Regions from separate parts of the Siniperca chuatsi genome. Here region 1 is linked to region 2. Evidence: chromatin contacts called from public Hi-C data. All regions are on one chromosome and are shown on one strand. The core of a region is the stretch at or near the end of the contact, and the rest is flanking DNA. Distances in the headings are between cores, read along the strand shown.

Region 1 (6,159 bases), core at 1,101-3,600, 54 kb before region 2:
GTGTGTAGTATGCAGATACTGTGTATGTACAGATAATCTTAGTTTTAACAACATTTTATCATTATCCACTAACATTTAAATTTGTCGCTGTGTACTATTTTATACCAATTAATTATGGTCAATATAAATGAACTAAAACCATTTGAGATGAAATATAAATAAACTTTCCCCTTGAAATGCCTGAGGTCTTTTCTAATTATTTTGCCTTGATTAACCACTAGGTGTCAGTGTTGGTTAGCCAATCAATTCAGACACAATTTCTCCACCTCTGGAACCTCTAACAGATGATGTGAATAAAGCCAGAATGGACATTTTCTCTGGTGTTTCCCAATCTGAGGGCAGGGAGTCCATGATGCCCAGCTGCTCTGAGGTTAGAGAAGTGAGTGTGACTCCTCAGACTTGCTGTCAAAATGAGGTTGAGAAAGATGTATGTGTAACTCTCTTCTCACACTCACCAAACTTTGCTGGTGTACCCTTGAGCAAGGCACTTTGTCCCCAAACTGCTCATTTGTCGATAGTACAAGAAGGTTGGTTACAGCCTCCAGATGTGTGTATGTGATATCTGGAAAATGAAAAATGTACTCAGTTGACCGGAAAGGGAACAAAGTATTTTCATGCATTAGTTCTGATAGAAAAAGTGGTTTATTTTTATGTGTTTCTTTATGTATGTTTAGGTAGGAGCCTTGTATGCACTAAAAACATCCCTGAAACCACAACGCCTGCAAGAGCTTCTCTTTGTAGTTTTTAAAATGTTTTGACTGCTGCAGCTCACTATGCTGCTTCTGAATCACTGGATCAATACAGGGTTATGTATTTCAGCTTGGATCATTTACATCTACATAGAAAAAGAGATTTAATACACTTTGTTTTTCATTTAACACACTGGCTTCAAAGATACATTTTGCTGCATAATAATTTCTCGTTTCTCAGAACCCTCACAGCTTGATTTTAGCAATCCCCAAAAGACAGATTTAGTCTAATCACAGAAAACAGTCTTTGCTGAAACTATTTACAGTTTAATTTTGCTGCTGTGTTTATATACACAAATCAAGCTTGATGTACAGCAGCACAGCATCATCTATAATGAGCCGTTTCCAAAACAAACCCAGATTATGAAACTAAAGTAACTGGTGAGGAAACCATTAATTTCAGGCTGGCAGCTGTATGGGGTGTATTCACTTTTGACCCACAACACATCTTAGAGTGTATCTCTGGGCAAGACATGATTAGGTCAACCTCACTGTGTCACATGTGCCGTAATCCTTTTAAATCTGGCGGCGAACTGGAATCAGTACTGCTACCATGGACGTAATCATACTAAAAACAGGCTCTGTTCGGGTGTCATGCCTGACTCAGATTCAGGGAGGCGGACAGGAGCCGTGTAGTGTATGATTTACTCGGATCAGGCTCAGGCTCTATAATCAACACTGATTACTTCCTTTTACTTCCCAGCTCAACACCCCATGCATCTTAATTGCAATTAGTTCTCTTCTGAAATTAAAGCAGCTTAGAGTAGTTGAGCAAAGGATAACATGGTGTGTTGGTGTGTGTGTAGGTGTGTTTGTGTGAATTTAGGGGATGCTACTCACATTCATAATAGGCTTCTTGTCACTGGTATCTAGGGCATACACATCTGTCTGTCTACTGTATGTGTCCCATCTAATACAGTTCATGAGCACTAAACTAAAAAGTCAGTTCCTAAATGTCTTGGAAGCACATCTTACAGCTGACAGACTGATGTCATGTAGGACACAAGACATTTCCAATATATAACAAAACTTAACCAGTTTTCTAAGTCATAACATGGCTTTGTCCACTTCATATTTTATTTAAAATGTGAAAGCAAGATGGAGCATTTATGCATGTTTTGGCAGAAGCATATCCCATTTCTTTTGGGGCATGTTTAAACAAAATTAAAGCTATGGAAAGTCAGAAGTTAACTATTGGTGCTAAAAATGTCGCCAATTATTAGATTATGAGTTGATTAATTGATTAGTTGATTGTCAGAAAGTAACTATTTTGATAATCGATTCATCGTTTGTCATTTTTCAATAAAAAATATCAAATAATAATATAATAATAAAACTTTATTTATAGAGCACTTATCAAAACAAAGTACAAAGTGCTTCACAAAATAATATACCAAAAATACCAAAACCTTGCTGGTTCCAGCTTCTCAAATGTGAGTATTTGTTGTGACTAGTAATTATCTATTTATCTAGAAAATAATCAGCAGATTCACTGATGATGAAAAAAATTATCAAATAAAATACCCTGCTTCTATAACTTTTTTTCCTGGTAACGGTTTTTAATTGTTTTATCAGACAGGAAACCTCCAGATGTGAATCCTGCTGTACCCCCGGTCTGTGACTGACAGGTCATTAGCAGAATTAGCTACAGGTAACGGCAGCTAGTTGACCTGGCGACATGTGTGTCTTGAACTATGCAAGGAAGGGCTATTACACAGAAACCTGTCCAGTTGGCTGCATTTTTCACAATACCAATTCTAGAAAAAAAAACACGATATATTCAGTGGGCATTTCAGCCACTCAACACATAACAAACTGAGCTAGTAAACAAGATTTAGTGCAAGATGCGGCGCAGCATGGCAGCTCCACCGTTGGCATCAGGTGGAGCTCAGCACTAGGTGAGTGTTTCCAAATTAACTGTGAATTGGCAGCTTATTTGATACCTACACATATTTTACTTTTTTAGCTGTAGCTCTGGGCGAACATGTAACGTGAAACAGCTTGTTGGGATTCCTAAATTAATGTGTTCTTCTCCATTTCTCTTCCTCAAATAAGTTACACACACAGATAAGAGAGAGAAACACTGACCGTGTTTTTCCATTCATGGCGCTGTGGTCTCGGCTCAGGCTCTACCTCAGGTGCATTAATGACAGTTTGTCAGCTCTAAGGTCAACCTGAGGTTTCTTGTTGTATTGAACATGGCGGAGCTGGTAGCATTTTGAGTTCACACTTACCTGCCTGAAACATGAAGTTCATGGCTGTTATCCACTGTGTGCCTGGGTTTATGTTTTCCAAAAGCAACCTCGGCCAAGTGAGGTGGTGGTGGTTGTTGTTGTTGTGTAGTTTAACATGTTAGCATGCTAACATTTGCTAATTAGAACTAAACACAAAGTACAGTTGAGGGCTGATGGGAATGTCAGTAGTTTTGCAGATATTTGGTCATAAACCAAAGTAAGGACAAATAGAAATTGTGACCTGATGAGGGCGCTAGATAACAAATTAGGGCATCAATCACCAAAGTTCATCCTGTAGGGGGACATGAATGTGCTCACGAAATTTCATGGCAATCCATCCAATAGTTGGCTATAGTTAAATGTGATCTGCATAATGATGTAAGTGGAAAAGTCAGGGGATCATCAGTCATTAGGATTCTGGTAACCATGATTGAGATATTACACAGGGTAAATGAAACTTTGACCCTTCTGGTGGCGCAGAGTCAGTAGGGATGGGCCATGACGGGCAGGACACTTAAATAATCATATAGTTCATTCATATATTTTTGTGGGAAAAAACATGTATCTAAGTTCCTTTGCCTTTTTAAATAAGGGAATACTTTTAAGCATTTTGCGCATAAAATTAGTGTGCTAAGACAACATTTATTGGAGTGGACTACAAAACCCATCACTAGGTCAATTTCCTGGCTGCACACAGAAGTCACACCTGTTTGGCCAGACTAGTCACACATGAAGCAACACACTCACAATGTCAACATGTTTTTTAACACACAGTTGCTTTCTCCTTGTAGTCGGCACACGCTCTCCAGGACTCGTGCTCACACAGGACACCGAGAGACAATGACAGACACAAATATCACCGGGTCACCGGGCATTTCCTCAGGGATCGGCCTACTTGTCAGCCAGTTGCTTGTGCTGTCTGAGAGTTTGCTGTGTTGTTTGTTGGACTTCTTGTCGAGGTGATAGGACTTCACAGTCTCTGTTCTCGTGGCAACAGCAATGGATCAGGTTACTTTCAGTGACAAGATTGACATTTGCTTTGTCCTACTGTATGTTGTTATGTATGTCGTCTGCGCCTTATTTGTAGTTCAAAGTGCTTATTAAGCTGCTGCCCAGCCTGTGTGGATGTACAACACTGCAAGTCAACTATGTTTGGAGTCATGTGGTTTGAAGGGAGCGTGGGTATCATTGACATCTCTGTCTCGTAATGTTGTTTGACCTTTTTCGGGGCAGTCGTGTCTTGGATGCCATCAAATAGCTCTCGGGTGAATTCAAGATGGAGAGTAGTTTAAATTTTATACAGAACATTTCTTTCTACATTTTAATTTTACGGTACGTTCCTTTTTTAACACCCAGATGCTTGAAAACATGTTTGTGTGTATTTTCTTTTTTTTTTTTTTACATGAAAGCAATTATAGTACGCAAAGGGTGCATCTTTGTTGTCGCACGTCTCCTTTGATTGAGGATGTTGCTCTCTGAAGTGGACTGGAACTCTAGTCGGTGCCAGAGTCAAGAATTACCCAGCTTATTTCATGCTTTATTATAGAACAGATAAAAGAGACGCTTGTCTTTGCTGTCTACCACTTTGTGGCTGGGCTTTTGTCTGCTCCGCACTGTCTTGTCCCTTTCTTATGCTTTCCTTTTGACAGATGTGCCTGCTAGATTATTAATCTAAAAGCTCAAGTATGAACTCCCAATAAGTTTAGGATCTTTCCCCCCGCAGATTGGTCAACTGTTTCACAGGCAAAAGAATTCACTCTAAAAACAAATAACAAGTGCAGCTATGTTTTAGACCATAAAACATTATGACATATCAGCAGTATAAATATTAGCACTCCCATCAAAATGTCTGGGAGAAGTAGAGACTGTTGACAGCCATGTTCTTAAGTAGGCATACTAGTAGTGCTTCAGATATTTATTCCATGTACATAGCTGTGTGTGGAGGTGTAGTGGTTTGGACTAAAATAAATGTGTGTTTCTGTCCTCCTTCCTCTGTCTATGCCATTGACTGTAGTTTGTGTCACTGTAATCCCTGTTATTAATCCATGTTGAGTCGCTTTAAGTCATTCAGGCTGGTGGGGATTATTGTGGACTTGTATGACAGCCCACAGTTTTTTATTTACTCTTCTCTACACTGATCACTGGAGGATGATTGAGTGCGGCCTTGTTTGCATGTGTGTGTGACGAATGTGAGGGTTAACTGAATACATTTAAATCAACAATAATTGAAACAATAAGTCGCATAATAAATTAGTCCATTGACAAAAGAATCACCAACAACTTTAATATAGAGCTGAAATGATTAGTCAATTTTTTTTAAGCAAAAGTTTGTTTTTTGTTTGTATTTGCTTGTTTCTGAGCCTTCTATATTAGTAAGCTACACATCTCTTTGGACTTCTGGTCACACAAAAACACACAAAAACACACAAAAACACACAAAAACAAAAAGTCGTTGCCTTGGGCTTAGGGAAATTGTGACAAATATTTTTCAAAATTTTCTGACATCTTATAGACCAAATGATAACAATCAGTTTAATCCATAATAAAAATAATTGTTAGTTGCAGCCCTACTATAATAGCCTAATCGATGATGCCATTAAGTAATTTATCAAATAAAAAAGCCAGCATTCCAGCTTCTCAAATTTGAATATTTGCTGCTTTTCTGTTTTATATCATTGTAAATTTAGTATCTTTTGGTTTTGGACGATGGGTGGACAAAAAAAACAAAACAATTTGAAGATGTTAATTTGGGTTCTAGAAACTTGCAATGGTTCACTAATTTCTATTCACTATTTAACTTTTTATAGACTAAATGAGTACATGCCATGGTCGCATGCTGTAACTGTGAATAAGTGCTAAGTACATAAACAGTAAATGTGTATTTAGTTGTTTGTCTGAGAAAGACTGTGTGTGTGTTTGTGACAGCTGGGAGAGTCCTTATTCTCAAGGCAAGGCCAGGGGCGCTTTTCATTGGCTGAAACAATTGCACACACAAGAGGAACCAAAAGCATTTGACTAAATCAGGCTATCCCCAAGATCGGTGCTGAGGGTATCGATTATGCCATAAAAAACTCACTGTTATAAAGCAGTCAAGGCTTAGACATGCAAGGTCTGTTATTTCCAATACCAACTTTAAAAATAAGATGAATGAGAAAAGTAAAAAATGGCTACAGCAG
Region 2 (5,936 bases), core at 2,142-4,641:
GAAGGTGTCATCAGGTAGATCCAGGGAGAGGAACATTAGATGAGTTGAATCTGGCAGCGCAGTTTTTTTCTTTTTATAATTGGGCAGAACATATGAGGGAAACAGTGTCAGTGTCACTGTGCAACATCTTTCTCTCTCAATCTGAAAGTGTGTTTACATTGTGTGCAGCAGCATGTCAAGGTGAAAGGAGCAGGTGGGGGGAGTGAGGTGGCAACTGTGTCTGTGCATTACTTTCTGACCTGTTATGGGCGTGATGCATGATGTTTGTTATATAGCTGTGGCCACTAAGGGAAACATATTGGATCCCATGAAAATGAATAATAGAATAAAACAAAACATAAATCTGTTCAATTATCAGCTACAGTTATATAATTCAAATATCTGTTAGAGCACAACAGAACTTTGTGATCATATACACTAACAATGCTTGCGTGATAATGGTTGCATCAGTTTAATGCTGACATATTGTTTATTATCCCCCTGCAGTCACAACTCAAGTAGCCTGTGGTCAAAACACCATGGATTCCTCAGTTATGCATGGTTTATTAGAAGCTGTATGTTGGAACGTCTGCTGTACAGAACTTCTCTGCCCCTCAAGAGAAGCAGACCAGAAGCTGTTCCTAACCACAGATGCCAGCTGATTCACTGTGGTGTACTTTTTATTCAAAGAGTTAGAATCATCTACCCACTTAAAAGCATATTAGTGGAATAACATGTTTACATGGAGGGAGTGTGTGTGTGGGTGTGTTAGTCTTCTTGTGATGATACTGCGTGTTGTGCATGTGGGAATGTGCAAGTAGAAAAGGAAGTACCTTAAGTAAGTAGCCATTTTCAGTGCTCAATCTCAACAGTATGAAAAACAGTGCTGCACCTGTGCCCAACTTCCATCCCTCTTCCTTGTCTGTTCTGTCCTAAAGGCAATCTGATTCCTCCCATCTCCATCAGTCATGCTTTCCAGGCTAGAGCTGCCTCTCTGTTGTCTGCAGAGTGCATGCATTACCTGTTTGTCACACAAGCTGTGTGGGACAATTACATGGTTTTCTCAGTGTGGGAGCTTGTATGGGCTCTGCAGATAACTTTTGGAGCGTATTAGACAATAATCGCATCAGCGTTTAGTAAAGGAGATGAGTTGATAGGCATGTCATTTCTTACTCAGCCAATTTAATCATTTTTAAATATATGCAGGATTAGAGTCTCTTATCTAAAAGCAAAAATCCATCTACTCTCCCTTCAAAAATCTATGTCCAGTCAGCTCTGAATTAATCCCATTCCCAAGACATCTGACAAAGCACACAACACCATCTGCATCTTGAGTCTGATACAGCTGGCTGTAAATTTATAGTTAAAAGGAAAGAAATACTAGCGTAAAGACTTTCCTCTGGGATGATGGACTGAAATTTTCTGGCATCATTTACAGTAAAAGTGAGTGAAGATGAAGCCAGTGCTAGTCAGTACTAATAATTCTGAGTGATTCTCTGAGCCATGCATGTTTAAGCCAGCGGTGGCAAACGTCCTTTATGCTATTTCTGAATCTGGTCATCAGAATACCTCCAACACCACTGTCATGGCTCTCAAACCGCCAGCTTTTTGTGTAACACCTCGGCCAACAGATGCCTCCTGGGATAAAGACAACCACTCATCATTAATTGGATTTATTCCTGGCTGGGAACTAATTCTTCAACTGGCCTTCCAAATATTACTTTGACCATAACTCATAACTGTCATGGGACTGTGTGTTGTTCAGATGTTAGAGATTGTGTCAGATGCAGGCCGAAACTGGCAACTGAAATTAAATGCACTGGCCAAAGCAGATTGTACAATAAATACCACTTAGACAGGCTGAATGGGACAATAAAGATTGTCTCTCTTCATCTGGGTATGTGCAGCTGGTTGACTGTGCAGTGTATGTGTGTATGTTGTGACTGTGGCTGAGCCTGGGTTTGTCCATGTCTAAGTATATCTAGTGTTGTATGGAACCTCTCCCAGTGTCTGTGGTTACTCCTATTGGGCAGTTCCCCAGTTGAGTTTGTGGCGAAATGTGAACAAGGCGAATATGGGCCTGATTTCCTGCATGGGCTAACTTTAGCACGCTTGAGGCAGACTCATGTTTGAATTGCAGTGCAAAAACGGGACGGGTCTGTTTTTTTGTGGTTGGAAAATGAATAAGGCCACACTGGATGGAGTCAGCCTATACAATGCAGTGGTTATGTGCCTTTTGCAAATTGTGAAACCTGGTTTTTAACATCTAATTCTCTTGCTAGTCTTGATTGGGGGCATGACACAAGGACAAGAAGGGAAGTCCAAGGAAATATGTAATTAATAATAAGACAGTAGAGAGAGGCAGGGCACACAACTAGCACTTGTGAGATTTTGAACACAAGGCAACAGTCAAAGGAAAAAAATGTACTGAATACTAGGGCACCCCAGTAGACGTACTGTTAAACAACATCTATGAGGCTCCATTCATATCATCCTTTCTACATTGCTCTTTCAAGTGCCACTTCATCTTAAATTTTGAGCAGTTTTTAACAGAATTTCAAAGAAGAGATTAAAGTGCACTCCAGAGAAAACATAGCCAGAAGATTGCATGTTCACCCAGTTTGAGTGTATCTATCTTATTCTGCATTATTTGTTACAACAAATTTGGGTTTGCAAATTAGCACAATTCATATAAAACAAAACAGCCTACATGTATAGGCTATTGACCATGTTGTTATGAATGCCCACAATCCTTTCCAGCACATGTAAATGTGAAAATTATGTTTTCTTTTATCCTTGGAAACAATGCTACAAGCATATGCATTTGTGTATGTGCTTACACACAACCACATTCAAAGAGCGAGAAAGAGAGTCTGTCTTTCACACAATTTGAGACCATCCGGCACACATTGATAGCTGTTCCCTTGGGCCTGCATGTTGGAGATACTTGTCTGAGAACAAACAAAGAGAGAGAGAGAGAGAGGTGAGCTTAGCATGGAAGAGGAAAACAGCATTAAGAAGTTGAAAAGAAAACTCAGTCATAGGGGAGGTGATGAAGCTGCATAGGCCTGAGTTGACCTCAGACAGAATGGACATATTCTGCTTATCTCCTTCTCTTTTTTGCTCTAAATTCGTGTTCTTTTATCTTTTCTAATACCCTCTGTCTGATGTGTACTAACCTGAAACAATTTTTTGCTAGGACACACTGACACACACTCATGCACAAGTAAACACATACACACACTGTGAACAAATGCCCTCCCTGTGCTCTGCCAAAGAACTGCTGCAAACAAAGATTAGAGAAAACGCATCAATTTATGTGCCACTGCTTTTTATTTACTCTCGGACTCAGGCTGGGGGTGACAAGGACTGCAAACACTCGGTCCTAGCTGTCGACTCCTAAGCCAGCCACACTATAGTTGAAGCTTCTTTTTCAATAAGCACAGAACTGATTCCTGTATAATTACACTCATCAGAGAACCAAGCCTGGACTTTACATAATCAACACTGATACTCTGGACACAAAGACATGGAACTTCAAAGACTTCAGGCCCGTTCTGTAGTTGCAGTAATGACAATACAGCGGTGATGACAGTAATGATACTTTGATAATGCCAATTATACAAGCGCCTTTGTGCTCCCTTCACAAATCTCTCTGTCTTTTCCCCTCTTACTTTTCCATATTTCTCTCCCTGTCTCTCTGCCATCCCTGACCTGATGTGGTGAAGTGCCCTGAGCTCTGGTTGATTGTCAGGAAAATTTTGATCCTTCCCCACCTGATACATGTCAGACAGGGAAACAGAATATCCTCGCCCGTAGTCATATTGCTTACAGCCCTCACTGTCAAGACTGCTTAATGGTGGTGAGGAATGCTAAATATTGACATTTTGTGTATGCATGTGTATCTCTTTATCTCCTCTGAGGCACTTCACAGAACATGTATGTTTGTTCTGGCTGATGTGATGCCCTTTGGCTTGATTGGATTTCATTTTTTGTTGATTGTACTTTGTTTATATTGCTGAGGTCCGTCCATGTACTCTGGGCAGGAGATGATAAATTTAGTCAAGTCTAAATACCTCTTGTTTATTTGTGCATGTTTGCTGAATTGCTTACTCCTTGTTTACAGAATCAGAGGGCAACTTGTGTTTGCGACTGTGTCTGTGACTGTTCACATGGATGTGTGTATGTGAGGAGTGTGCGCATGTGCTTGTATCTTTGTGACTTGCCCATTGGATTGCACTCGGTGTCCCTCTCTCATCTGTAGCTGTGTTTCCATGTAATTGTCACGTGAATTTGAAGTGAACTTTTGAAATGTCGCAAAAAAGAAAATGCTAATTAGGCGCGTTTCCATCAACTGGTTTGGAGCAAATAGTCTAGGCTATAGCGTAGTTTCGGCAGAAGTTGGCGGTATAGGCTATATTACGCATGGCTGTAATAAACAGAGTAGAAGAAGTAGAGGCTGCGAAGCGTAAACAACCACTTGTTTACGCTTGTTTACCAGTTGTTTGCCAACCACCAATAAACCTCAAAGAGGAGAGGAGAGAGAGGAATAATTTGGTCTTTTTTGTGAACTTGAGGAAGTTTTTTTGAATTTTGCAGTTTCCCTCAACCTTTTCTAATGCGATACTTCAAAATGTGCATAAAAATATGTTGATGGAAACATGGCTAGAATGATTTAGGAGCTACCTGCAGTGTTTGCACTGGCCCATCTGGAGGCAAGTTTCTGTCTGCACCAGGAAGAACCGACGCCCCTATGCCAACTGTGGCCACAGTAGATGGGTGGGGGTGCTCGTCGTGGTGGGCTGGTGGTTAGAGCTGGTTTGAGCTGGGGAAAGTGCTATAGTATTTCAGGATCAGTGAGCAGCAGACACAAGATCATAAATAGAGTTTTTATTGCTGAGCTGCTATGCTGGGTGAGCCTGGGTCTTTCAGCAAGATCACAGCAGTGATTGATGTTTCCCATGTGCCGAGGGAGAGGGTGTGCGGTGTAGGCGGACAGCGGAAACAGTGGACATGGCAAGGCTGGCAGAGCCTGCTGCCCTCCCTCTCCTCCCCCAGGGTTACCCCCTGACAATCTACGGCCCTGTGTCAGCCTACAGATCTCTGTGTGCAGACACCGCATGGGATCTTGTCTCACACAGCTTCTACCTAAAGCTGGAAGAGTCTTTCAAATCTCTGCAGGCTATTCAAGTATTTTATACATTAAATATTCATGACTAAATAAACAACAATCGAAGTTACAAAAGCAGCTATTATTTATTGGGAGTTTAACACTCAAAATCTCACCTGATCTGCTTCATCAGGCTTGTGTGCGTGTGGTTTGATCACATTTCATTGTCAGTGACCAAAAAACCCACCAAGTTTCATCAGATTGTGATTCAAATGTTGCTGAATCCTGATTGGTGCACAGGAGTACATGCACAGAGGGGAAAAAAAGAAAAACAGAAATCTCAGAAAATAGCGCGTTCATGTAGGACCCCATCACTCAGTAAAAAGCTGAATGAGAAAATACATTTTTGGGGCCTTTCATGAAGATCTGTTGAAATCTGTTTAAAAAGAAATCAAAATTGTAACAAAATTAACCCCAAATAGCACAGTTAGTTTTTAAAACATCACTTTTTAAATAATTGAGTTACAAAATATATTTTCACTTACCAATAGATTGAAAATATGAAATCCGTGTTAAAATTTTTTCCTGTAGCTCAATAACAATGCGACTCACATTCAAAATTCAGATGGTGTAGTTCAGGTGTAGTAGATAAAAATACTTTCCTCTCTGCACTCCCAGTTTTTGTGTCACGTGTACCCAGTGAATCTCTAAGGTAAGCTTTATTTGCACCAAATTGCACAAAAACAAAAATCACTGTTAGCATCCAAAGCTGAATGTAGTTAAAATAAATTGACTACATTATTGGGTGTACTGTTTTTACAATGAGAATGTTTTGTCAGATCTGTGC

The links. A called contact is a pair of places that touch in the nucleus more often than the background predicts.
Region 1: a Hi-C map of liver shows a contact between it and region 2, with 2.6 times the contacts expected there. The contact joins the promoter of znf385c here to the enhancer-like site in region 2. A contact is called at or near these places in 2 of 3 Hi-C or Micro-C datasets (liver and skeletal muscle).

Annotation. Positions count from the first base shown.
Region 1 is chrLG21:7,150,894-7,157,052 of ASM2008510v1, reverse strand. znf385c (zinc finger protein 385C) reads left to right here and starts at 2,350. Exons shown (of 9, transcript XM_044182558.1): 1 at 2,350-2,647. It overlaps LOC122869488 (a long non-coding RNA gene), which reads right to left and starts at 3,145. Exons shown (of 2, transcript XR_006376329.1): 1 at 2,984-3,145; 2 at 1-562. dhx58 (probable ATP-dependent RNA helicase DHX58) reads left to right here. Exons shown (of 12, transcript XM_044182552.1): 12 at 1-181.
Region 2 is chrLG21:7,097,931-7,103,866 of ASM2008510v1, reverse strand. All of the region lies in intron 1 of znf385c (zinc finger protein 385C), which reads left to right. Among protein-coding and RNA genes, the nearest start is that of LOC122869488, 53 kb to the left of the region's middle. Within about 2 kb of position 3,391, the one cell type or tissue checked has an H3K27ac peak away from gene starts, as active enhancers do. A contact at or near this core is called in liver, where this site is marked.